Linked DNA regions of Pan troglodytes: region 2 is linked to region 1. The links are chromatin contacts, called in public Hi-C maps. All regions are on one chromosome and are shown on one strand. Each heading gives the region's core, a stretch centred on a gene start, on an enhancer-like site or on the middle of the called end of the contact. The rest is flanking DNA. Distances are from core to core; before and after follow the strand shown.

What was found. A called contact is a pair of places that touch in the nucleus more often than the background predicts.
Region 2: a contact with region 1 is called in a Hi-C map of stem cell-derived neural progenitor cells, with 10 times the contacts expected there. The contact joins the promoter of GRIN2B here to the enhancer-like site in region 1. A contact is called at or near these places in 1 of 7 Hi-C or Micro-C datasets (stem cell-derived neural progenitor cells) and 1 of 1 datasets of contacts at active chromatin or transcription factors (stem cell-derived excitatory neurons).

What each region holds. Positions count from the first base shown.
Region 1 is chr10:20,882,905-20,885,604 of NHGRI_mPanTro3-v2.0_pri, reverse strand. The region is part of intron 5 of GRIN2B (glutamate ionotropic receptor NMDA type subunit 2B); the gene reads left to right. Among named protein-coding and RNA genes, the nearest start is that of GRIN2B, 240 kb to the left of the region's middle. Within about 2 kb of position 1,409, at least 3 of the 24 cell types and tissues checked have an H3K27ac peak or open chromatin away from gene starts, as enhancers often do. A contact at or near this core is called in stem cell-derived neural progenitor cells, where this site is marked.
Region 2 is chr10:21,124,844-21,127,543 of NHGRI_mPanTro3-v2.0_pri, reverse strand. It overlaps GRIN2B (glutamate ionotropic receptor NMDA type subunit 2B), which reads left to right and starts at 1,415. Exons shown (of 15, transcript XM_016922999.4): 1 at 1,415-1,634; 2 at 1,974-2,208.

The sequences.
Region 1 (2,700 bases), core at 160-2,659:
TACAGAAATATTAAATTAGCCAGGCATGGTGGCATGCACCTGTAGTCCCAGCAACCTGGGAAGCTTAGGTGAGAATCACTTGGGCCCAGGAAGATAGAGGCTGCAGCGAGCCATGATCATGCCACTGCACTCCAGCCTGGGTGAAAGAGCAAGACCCTGTCTCAAAAAAATAAAACAAAAGCAACAACAAAAAACCCCAAACCCCCTGAGATCCAGAAAGATTAAGACTTTTGCTTACTTTGTGTTTCAAACTCAAATTTTTATGAATTCCAGGCGTACTTTGCCCCAGGTTGTTCATCTTTCTATGTCCTTTGCTAAAGAGGTTGAGTGAATTAGGCATGACTCACATGTATATAAACATATCATTAACCTGTGGGACAGGGTGGTTTGGTAATAAAGAGTTTCCTGGCTGGGCGCGGTGGCTCACGCCTGTAATCCCAGCACTTTGGGAGGCCAAGGTGGGTGGATCATGAGGTCAGGAGTTCAAGACCAGCCTGGGCAAGATAGTGAAACCCTGTCTCTACTAAAAATACAAAAAAAATTAGCCGGGCGTGGTGGCGGATGCCTGTAATCCCAGCTACTTGGGAGGCTGAGGCAGAGAATTGCTTGAACCCGGGAGGTGGAGTTGCAGTGAGCCGAGATCACACCACTGCACTCACAGAGTGAGACTCCATCGCAATAAAATAAAATAAAATAAAATAAAATAAAATAAAATAAAATAAAAAAATAGTTTACTTTCTTGGATTCTCTGCTATTTCTTGCCCTAAAGACTAGACCATGATAAATCCAGAATCAGCCTGGGAGTGGCATCCAGGACACACATGGTAAAGACTTCCTACACTGAACCTGCTCATCTCACTCTCTGTCCTGAAGTGTGCCCATCTCTACTTGCTGGTCTTGCTCTGATCTTGCTGATACCTCCCTTTTCCTAATGGGAAGGAGGATTATTTTTTCTTATCCTATTCCCAAATCCTTTAACCCATAGAGGAAAAAACAACAACTTGTAGTCTTTGCATACCTGAAAAATCCTTGGAACTGAAGCGGGTGGAGACTTTCTGGTCTACAACCTGCCAAGGTTCAGGGAGATTACAGATGCATTGAAAATACTGTCAGGGACATGCAATAGAACAAAACAAGACCTTGGCCTCTGCCATGATTTACAAATGTCCTCCAGTACCACTATTCATTTTTGACAGGTCAGATAAGTTTGGATTTGTTTAAGCCTTGTATTCAGCTGGAGATTGGAGAAAAGTTAAAAAAAAAAAAAAAGAAAATGCTATTAGAAATGAAAGAAATGGGACATGTGGGGCCCACTTTTCTGCACTTTGCAAAATTACATTCACTCTTAATTCACTGAGTGACACATCCAGTAGGAATGTGGACCCCGTATTCTGTATGTACTGAACCCTGTGCCGGATGCCGGGAATACAGACAATACATAGCATTCATCTGAGTGTCTTCACAAGGAGTGGAGTGTGCACAGATGCTTTTAGTTTGCTGTTTAGACTTATTTTTCTTGAAATATAAAGTGAATTGCCTAAAAGACTAGCAGAATGAGCTTCAGGAACGAAGAATTTCAGAATGTTAGTGAAAACCATCACGAATTTCCTGGTACCTCTGATCCAAGGCCATGGAGGATCCTTTCTGATAGAGACTAAGAGAGTGGAGTTCAGGAGAAAGGAACCATTCCAATATAGCTGATTCTAGTTTGATTCTCTAATCTCATTGTCTCAGTTTATTGGCCACCTGCAAACTCAAAACTTCGTGAAAGAATATTCTTTGGAAATAGACCAGAGTCCCCTTCCCCCACGTGCATACACCCGCACTTTGTGGGCTCACTCACTAAGTTTAAAAATAGGAACCATGGTGTTGCCATGACTCCCGGTGCTACTCAGCAGCGTTCCTTTTCCCTTTGATGTGATTCCTCTTCATAGCATGATTTAGTGAGAATCTGGCTCAGAGCGGCCTCTAGTGGCTCAATCCTTAGGGATGCGCTTCCTTCCCCGAACATTCAGCCCAGTTCCAAAATTAACCACCTTAGCCAAGTTGAACACTTGTGTGTTTAGAACCATTCTCCATGCAATCAGCTATTTTTTTTCAGAATCTTTCTCATCAGCCACAAGTATTACACCAGGGAGTACCTACTGAGTGCTCAGAACTGTGGGGAACAGCCCAGGTGTTCACCATCTCACTGGCCAGGAGAGACCTGCATTCCCCAAACATTTGGTGAACAGTAGAGAGCAGTGGCAGGGAAGCTATGTGGTAGAGGCAGTAATGATGAATAAAGTAATCCCAGTAAAATAGGTTGGTTAGGATCATCAGAAGTTAGCTTTTTTTTTTCTTTTCTTCTTTTTTTTTTTTTTTTTTTTTGAGACGGAGTCTCACTCTTGTTGCCCAGGCTGGAGTGCAATGGTGCAATCTCAGCTCACCACAACCTCCGCCTCCTAGGTTCAGCGATTCTCCTGCCTCAGCCTCCCAAGTAGCTGGGTAGCATGCACCACCATGCCCGACTAATTTTGTATTTTTAGTAGAGACAGGGTTTTTCCATGTTGGTTAGGCTGGTCTCGAACTCCTGACCTCAGGTGATGTGCCTGTCTTGGCCTCCCAAAGTGCTGGGATTACAGGCCTGAGCCACCACACCCAGCCACATTTTTCTTTTTCAGATACAAGAGTCTTCTAAAGTGTATCAACTGATACTGA
Region 2 (2,700 bases), core at 166-2,665, 240 kb before region 1:
CGTGGGCTATGAGCCAGAAATAAAAAATATAAAAATTTAAAAAGTAGATTCAAGGTCAACCCATGAAAATCCTTGAGTGAGCTTGGATGTTATTCTGAAGGTAATGGACCAGGTAACGGTAATTTTCCTGGAAAATTCAGGGAAGAGTGTTTCAGGAAATCTCTATTAGGTTCTTGCTTTCTGCATTCTATACTCCTCTTGGAATCGGCGTTCTAACAACTGCAAACCTGCCCATAGGCAGGTGAACTTCAAAACCCTGGAGACAAATTATTAGAGGGGCTTGGATTGGCTGTTGTGTATCAAGAGGGCACAGCAACTCTGGGGTGCTTCGACACTTCCCCAAAGTAGTGAAAGATCAGTTCTAACTCTCAGAAAAATAGAAAACCATTACTGAGAAGGAATAATTTGCATGTGAACACACTCTATTTGTGTTTTCACACAATGCTTATGTGTTCGTGTGTGTTAAATATGTTAGATTCAAAAATTAAGCCTGAGAAAAACCAGGAAACAGAAGAATTACTGTAGCTCAGAAGTATGAGTAGTCTGGTCTACAGGACAGCAAAAACATATCTGATGGCTTCTACAGACTAAAGTTCCAAGCCACTAGGTATATCCACTCACACAGCCTTCTCTCCTGTGCGTTTGTATGGCCGCTTCTCAGGAATGCTGGTGAGAAGCCCATGATATAACCAATATGAAAATGTTCCACCACTGTAGTATTCTAGATATTTGAAAAGACAATGGATGAGAATGAAAATGATGCATATAGAATAATATTAATGTTAAAAGTAAACAATACTACAGGTGGTGATAAGGGCTATTAAAATATAAAAGAGTTCAATAGGAAGAGAAATGAATGGATGTTTGCCTTTTCAAAGAGGGTGGGTTTGTAAATGCCAGGAAATCCAGTTTCCTTTAGGGATTATTCACGGGCCTCACCATCTTCTCTTCTCAAGGCATTTAAATAACAGGATCCACTTTAATAAAAAATGTCAAACTCCTCACGCCTTCACTAGCAGCCAGAAAAGCACGCGTATGGTCTATACTATACAATTTAGCCACGAATGACACCTGCTTTGCTTTGTTTTCTATTGTGTTAGGCGTCAGCCTCGTGTGCTCAGATAGATCTTAAGCTCCTTGAAGGCAAGAAAGAACCCGGTCCCAGACTGCGTCCGACACACAGAATGCTCGTAGGAAGCACAGGCTGATTTATGGAAAATACGGCAAGGGTCTTCAATTTCGAACTACAGCTCCGCCTTGGAGATGCTTTCCGCAGCCCGCGGGCCGCCCACGGGGGGCACTGTCTAGCTCCCCTCGTCCCTCAGCCGCTCTCCGTCGGTGCTGTTCCCCGCTGCGGCCGGGAGGAGGCGCCACGGACTCGGGCTAAGCTTCTTCCCCCTTCCGTCCCCCTTCCATCCCCCTTCCCACCCCACTTCCCCAGCACATGACGTGGGAAGCTGCCTCCGCCAGAGTCTTAGCAAGAGGAGTGAGGGGGTGCAGGGGCTTGGGGGTGGGGTGGGGTGGGGGGTGTGCAGAAAGAGGACACGCGCGCTCACACCCGCCCCTGGGAGCAGAAGCAGTATCTTCCCCAGCTTCGTGGGTTTCTCCTCCCCCCCGGAGTCAGGGTGTGCGAGGTAGGGTGTGTGTGTGTGTCTGTGTGTGTGTGCGCGGCACGTTTTTGAGTGTGAGACCCAAATCCAGACCAGGCAACCTGCGTTCCCCGCGCCTCCCCCCGTCCCCGGTGATTAATACCCATTTTTCTGACGCTCCCCTCCTCCCCTCCTGCTCTCCCTCTCCGGCTGCCGCGCGGTTGACTTGCACAGCCTGCCCCCGCCCGCTTCCCTTCCCCCGGCTCCGATCCTCACCAACTGGAATCTGGGCTCCTGCCTCTCCACCCCCTACCTCTTTTTGAGAAAGGAAGGTTCCCCCCACCCCCTTTCAAAAACCACTTCCTCCGGCTTCTTCACCTCTAGGAAATCTCGGGGCTTCGCTCTATCGAGAGTGCTCGTCAAGGGTGATTCTTGATCACCACCATCCAGTAGTGCTGGCGTCCGAATGCATATCCTTTTGCCCTGCAAAGAAGAGTCATGAACTTCAAAACCCCCGAGACGGATCATTAATCCTGCTTTGCAGGAAAGGAAAACCCTCCATTCCCAGCCACCGGCCACCCCTCTCCGCAGACTGCAACCGCGGAGGCGCTCGGAGCCGGTACGTAAAGATGGGCTTTGGAGTCTCTCCTTTGAATGTAGGGGTTTGGGGGTGTCAGGCAGATAAAGGGTCGAAGCCGTGAAATCGTGAACCAATCTGGCATGAGGTAAAGCTCTGAAATCCAGCAGAACCCGGCACTTGCTAATTTGGACGTGGCTTTTTTAAAGGTTTTTTTTTTTTGTGGGGGAGGGGGTGCTGTGACTGGGTAGGGCTGTCTCTGGTCTTTTGGGGGGTTTCATCCCTTCACCTAGCAGAGGGGCAGGGCAGCGGCGCCCCGGGCCGGACCCACGCGCCGAGCCCATCCGTCCAATCGACACGTTGCAGGTGAAGCCCCGTGCGCTGCACCTCAGCGCGGCGGCAGCGTGAGTGTGCGCGGGGGTGAGTGTGCGCGGGGGTGAGTGTGAGTGCGCGCGGGGCGCGTGCGCGTCGGGGGCGTGTGTGCGCGCGTGTCAGTGTGCCCCTTCCAAGAAATGCCCAGTGTGCACCCCGTGC